2 separate regions of the Macaca mulatta genome follow, and region 1 is linked to region 2. Evidence: chromatin contacts called from public Hi-C data. All regions are on one chromosome and are shown on one strand. The core of a region is the stretch at or near the end of the contact, and the rest is flanking DNA. Distances in the headings are between cores, read along the strand shown. Region 1 holds the start of PRPF4 (pre-mRNA splicing tri-snRNP complex factor PRPF4). Region 2 holds the start of ALAD (aminolevulinate dehydratase).

Region 1 (2,700 bases), core at 199-2,698, 120 kb before region 2:
TTAAGTGAGAATGATGGAAGTGAAAACTCCTTGAAAGTATATAGAGATACAAATTATTACATGTATCTAGGATGAAACTAGGGACTGTGAAGTATACAAAGGAAGAAATATTTCCTTCTCCCATGAAGCTTAGGATATTACAGGCGATATTATCAACACAAAACACTGGCACATTACATTTCAAATTGCTTTGTACTAAATCAGGCATTATCTTCTACCAGATTCCAATGCAGACAAATGGTAGAGAAAGCCAAAGTTCCAAAGAGGGAAAGAGAGGGATAGGGATACCTAAAAGGAAAAAAAAGGTCTACTATACATTTTACCTTTTCTGCAAACTGCGAAAAACTGGCCACTACGGAGCAGTATAGAGTAGCAGTTAAAAGTGCTGGCTGTAGAGGTTAAAGGGCACAGGTTCTAATCCCACTGCGCCACTGATCTTGAACAATTAGTTTCATTTCTAACTAGGCCTTAGTTTCCTCATCTGTATCCTACTTTGCTGTTGTAGGAAGTGAATAACGTAATGCAGAGTAAGCTCTTGGAACATTACTTGGCATTTAATAAATGTTCAATAAATAACACCTATTATGGCTGTAATTTTTCTAGGGGGTTGGATGAGGATCTGGCCAGCTACGGAAACGTCAATATTTTGAGGATCTCCCACCGTCCACGTGGAGATAAAAACCTTATGCTGTTCGTCTCTAATACCCCAGCATCCAGCAGGGCAGAGAGACGTACAGTTCCCTGACACCCTCCTAACCATCATCTTACTCTCAATCTGATACAAAGACCAGGCTGAAGACAAATGAACAAAATCAGGCCGAAGCTCCTCCGCCGGGTCTTTATTTGACTTTGGCACCAGCGGGCTCTTCTAGCTTAATCTCTCGCTGCAGCCCAAATCCACCGCCGAGCCATCAAGCTCATAGGTGGCCCCTGGGAAGACTTCCGGACCATGGAAGAGAACAGTCCTCGTCCCCTAGCTCCAGGCCTGTACCTCGGATCCCAGGGTTTCTATGGTAACACGGTCCTCGGCTCCCAGAAGACGTAAACGCCCCCGTAGGCCCGGGGAGGCACAGCGGGCCCCGGAAGCCCTCGACTCGCTCCAGAGTTCAGCCCCGAGCCGCGCGAGTCGACTTACCTACCTCTTTTCAAGTCGGCTCAGCCCCTTCCCGGAACCTCGGCTCCCCTCCACGAAACTACTGCTACGCCAACTGGACTACACTTCCCAGACGGCTTGGAGCCTCTCTCTCAGCAGAACCTCGTCTTCCGCGAGCTTTTCTTGGAGGTTCTAGGAGGGATGCCCCTCAATGCCACGACGCCATTTCCTACTACGACTTCCATCATGCTCCGCGCCGCTCCGGGCGCAGCGACGGCTCTTGGCCCATGTCCTGTTTGCGACACACTTCCGGTCAGTGACGCACTTCCGCTCTGCTGGGCGCGCGGTGGAAGGTCTGAAACGGAGAGCTTGGATTTCGCTGGGGCCTCGCGGCTCCAGAGCCCAGCATGGCTTCCTCGCGAACCTCCTCCACGGTACAGAGCCCGGGATCGCAACTCACTCTGGCAGGGAGCGCGGAGGGGGAAGAGGATCTCTGCGGGAAGGGGCCGTTAGGGAGCGAGAGAAGGCGGTGGAGGGCTGAGGAGGAAGGCTGCGGGACTCAGTGGTCTTCTACACAGCGGACCACCGTTTTCCTGACCCCTAAGCGCTTTCGTGGACTGTAGCTTATTTGCACCTCTCCCACTACAGCCCCAAAGGGCAAACATCTCTTCCGACTCATCCAGTAACGGTGCTCTGAAATAGGGAAGTGTCTTGGCCAAGGTTTATGCGTTTGGCAGATCTCAAAATTTTAATGAGACCTACTAACTTCTACCTCACGTCTAGAAACGTTTGAAATGTATACACTCGTAATGTTGTAACTTGTTATCCTTTAGCACCGCGTTGGTTATTTCATCTATCCTTAATATTTCCCCAGTGATGAGCAGTAATCTTGGATACATCGTAAAACACGAGATTCCACGTTTCCAGCAGAATAAAGTAAACAGATTCCAGAGCAAACCTTTCATATGAAAATACTCGAGAGAACCTCACTAGTTTTATCAATCCCGTCAGCTAAAGTGAGGGACTGAAACACCCTCCCCTTCACCTCAAATCGATGAAGAACATCTTAAGTAGTGTCCAATTTGTCCTTTCAATTATGAAGGAAATAGGACTGTGAAACTCAGGGCGAGCTTCATCCTCGGGAAATCCGGTAAATTGCCAAGATTAAACCTCAATTTAATCCAGATTTTTGATTTGGCAGGCAACCAAAACTAAAACACCCGATGACTTAGTTGCTCCGGTTGTGAAGAAACCACACATCTATTATGGAAGTTTGGAAGAGAAGGAGAGGGAGCGTCTGGCCAAAGGAGAGTCTGGGATTTTGGGGAAAGAAGGACTTAAAGCAGGGATCGAAGCTGGAAATATTAATATAACCTCTGGTAAGATGCAAATTGTGAACCCATCTTTACCTCTTTGTGTAATGAATACTTTCCTAAACTTGAATATCATCAGTTTTATAATGTCAAAAAATTTAAGTTCTTTTGTTTTAGACGGAGTCTCGCTCTGTCACCAGGCTGGAGTGCAGTGGCGCGATGTCTGCTCACTGCAACCCCCGCCTCCTGGGTTCAGGCAGTTCTCCTTCAGCCTCCGGAGTAGCCGGGATAACA
Region 2 (2,700 bases), core at 151-2,650:
GCCCCACAAAGGCCCAGGAGAGTGGCTGTCAAGCAGTTCTCAAAAGGGACGAAGTGTTCATTTAGCCAACCCACACTTCCTGAATATCTACTATGGGCCTGCTGAAGTGCTAGACACAGGGATTAAAGCGAAGAATGAGAACCCAGCCTTGCCCTGGGGTTTTGAAGAGCCTGACCCTCTCTGGGGTTAGCCATCTGGACGTAGAAGGAGAAGCTGCCATTCCCAGAATCCTAGAATATCTTGGCTAAGAGGCTTCTTAAAGTTTGCTGATTGAAACAAGGGTGAAACTGGGCTCAGAGAGGGGTAGACACAGGTCCAGGATCAAGCAGTGGGTCAGCGGCAGATCTGGGGGAAGTCTCCAGCAGCCCGGTCCTCAGTGTCCACCATGACACCTCCATACTTTAAGGATAGATATCAAATCTGTTTCCCAGCATGTTGGGCTTGTGGAGAGCTTTGGGTGAACTGACTCTGGACCTGGTTGCTGTTGGTAGCAGGATGGTTAAGTGTGTGGGCTCTGGAGTCTGATAGATGTGGGTACAAATCCTAGTTCTGTAGCTTTCTAGTTGTGTGACCTCCGTTTCTTTGTTTAGTAATGGGGACTTGAACCGACCTCAGTGGGTTGTTGTAAGAAATGAATGGGTCAGGCCGGGCGTGGTGGCTCACGCCTGTAATCCCAGCACTTTGGGAGGCCGAGGCGGGCGAATCACCTGAGGTTGGAAGTTCGACACCAGCCTAACCAATAAGGAGAAACGCTGTCTCTACTAAAAATACAAAAATTAGCCGGCATGGTGGCACATGCCTGAAATCCCAGCTACTTGGCAGGCTGAGGCAGGAGAATCGCTTGAACCCGGGAGGCGGAGATTGCAGTGAGCCAAGATCGCGCCATTGCACTCCAGCCTGGGCAACAAGCGCGAAACTCCATCTCAAAATAAAATTTAAAAAAAGGGTCAATGCACGCAATGCTTAGTACAAAACGGCTGTTAGTGTTTTCACCTCCCTACCCGCCCCCCAACCACCAACCACCAACCACCACCCACACCTCGGGCTCTGCATCGATGGAGTCTGCCCCGGCGGTATCCGAGGGGCTAAACCCCAGAGAAGAGGCGCGGAGCCCCGAACCCGGGCCTCCAACCCCGGCTGCAGTGGGACAATCTAGACCAAACAATCTAGACCAAACGCTCCACGGGACTCCGTACACGGCTGCACCGCCAGGGCTTCAGGCGCACAGCACAATCTGGGGACGCGGGACTCTTGGTGCCACAGTCCCCGCCTCGCCCTGGAGCCGTCCTCCAAGTCCGCCATCTCCCCGCATGCAGCCCCCGCTCACCTGCCTCCCTAAGGCCTCCCGGTCGCTGCGCCTGTCACCGCTGTCTCCCGCTCCCGTCTCCCAGGGACCATGTGGGGGGCGGGGGGGCTCACCCGGAAGCAGCTCCCCCCACGGCCCGCCCCCCCACAATCCAGGCCACGCCCCCTGAAGGCTCTCTTCGAACGACTCCTCCGCTCCCGTCGCAGCCCCGCCCACACCCGCTGAGGCCTGGCCAATTGGGTGTGTCGAGTGCCTGGAGGGCCCGCCCCTCCCCGCTCCGGGTCCTGCGCTTGTGCAGCGAACCGCAGGAGGGAGGCCACGGGGGGCGCAGGAACCGCGTGGGAGGGTCCCTGGGTGTGAGCCCGAATCGGAGGCAGTTACAGCCCAGGGTTCACTTCACCGCACTCCTTTTCCCAGCCTAGGGCAAACTCGGCTCTGGTTAATGGCTTGGTGAAAGAATAATTGGATGTCAAAGCCGTTAAAACAGCACCATTATGCCTAACACAATATTAGCTAGTCCATTTTTGCGGACTAAGCTAAAGTTGTTGAGTTCAGCGCCAGACTTCTAAGGTTTCAGAGAAATTTTGTACCAGTGTCATTTATTTCTCAGGGTACGGCAATGCTATGAGTTGAGAGATGTGATATGAAAGACATGGGCATTAGGAAAACTCCAAGTCTTGATAGGAGCATCAGACCTACGATAGGTACAGTGATAGATCCGACCAAAGGTCTGTATGTGCTGAGGCAGGAGGGATCTGATGAGGCTTATGGGGGCTTGGGTAAACTAGTAGGATTGGATGGGTAAAATAGCGATCGGGGATCATCGCCCTAGCGAAGGAATGCCTTTCAAGTAGTTCTTCAGGGATTATTGAAAAGTTGACTTCGAAATGTAGAGGACACTAGTGGGTCACATTACACTTATTCTCAGATTTTATTTCTCAGCCCGATTCGGTGGCTCACGCCTGTAATCCCAGCACTCTGGGAGGCCAAGGCGGGCGGATCTCTTGAGGTCAGGAGTTCGAGACCAGCCTGACCAATATGGTGAAACCCCGTCTCTATTAAAGATACAAAAAATTAGCCGGGCGTGGTGGCAGGCTCCTGTAATCCCAGCTACTCGGGAGGCTGAGGCAGGAGAATCGCTTGAACCCGGGAGGCGGAGGTTGTAATGGGCTGAGATCATGCCACTGCATTCCAGCCTGGGTGACAGAGGGAGACTCTGTCTCAAAAAATTTTTTTTTTTATTTCTCAAAATCTGTACCCCAAACCTGTTGTATACTTTATAATTTTAAATTTAAGGGGCATAGCGGCCTAAGGCTAGGGAAATATGACACTGCTTAGTTTCCAGCTACTAGAGTTCTGATCTGTATTCAACAAGGAAGGAGGTAGAAAGGAAA

What was found. Hi-C and Micro-C count contacts between places; a contact is called where the count stands out from the background.
Region 1: a contact with region 2 is called in a Hi-C map of blood, with 5 times the contacts expected there. The contact joins the promoter of PRPF4 here to the promoter of ALAD in region 2. A contact is called at or near these places in 2 of 14 Hi-C or Micro-C datasets (blood and fetal cortex germinal zone).

Annotation. Positions count from the first base shown.
Region 1 is chr15:45,038,172-45,040,871 of T2T-MMU8v2.0, reverse strand. PRPF4 (pre-mRNA splicing tri-snRNP complex factor PRPF4) reads left to right here and starts at 1,448. Exons shown (of 14, transcript NM_001261569.1): 1 at 1,448-1,527; 2 at 2,295-2,472. The coding sequence starts at 1,501. It also overlaps a transcript of CDC26 not described here.
Region 2 is chr15:44,914,471-44,917,170 of T2T-MMU8v2.0, reverse strand. It overlaps ALAD (aminolevulinate dehydratase), which reads right to left and starts at 1,400. Exons shown (of 13, transcript XR_013405641.1): 1 at 1,328-1,400.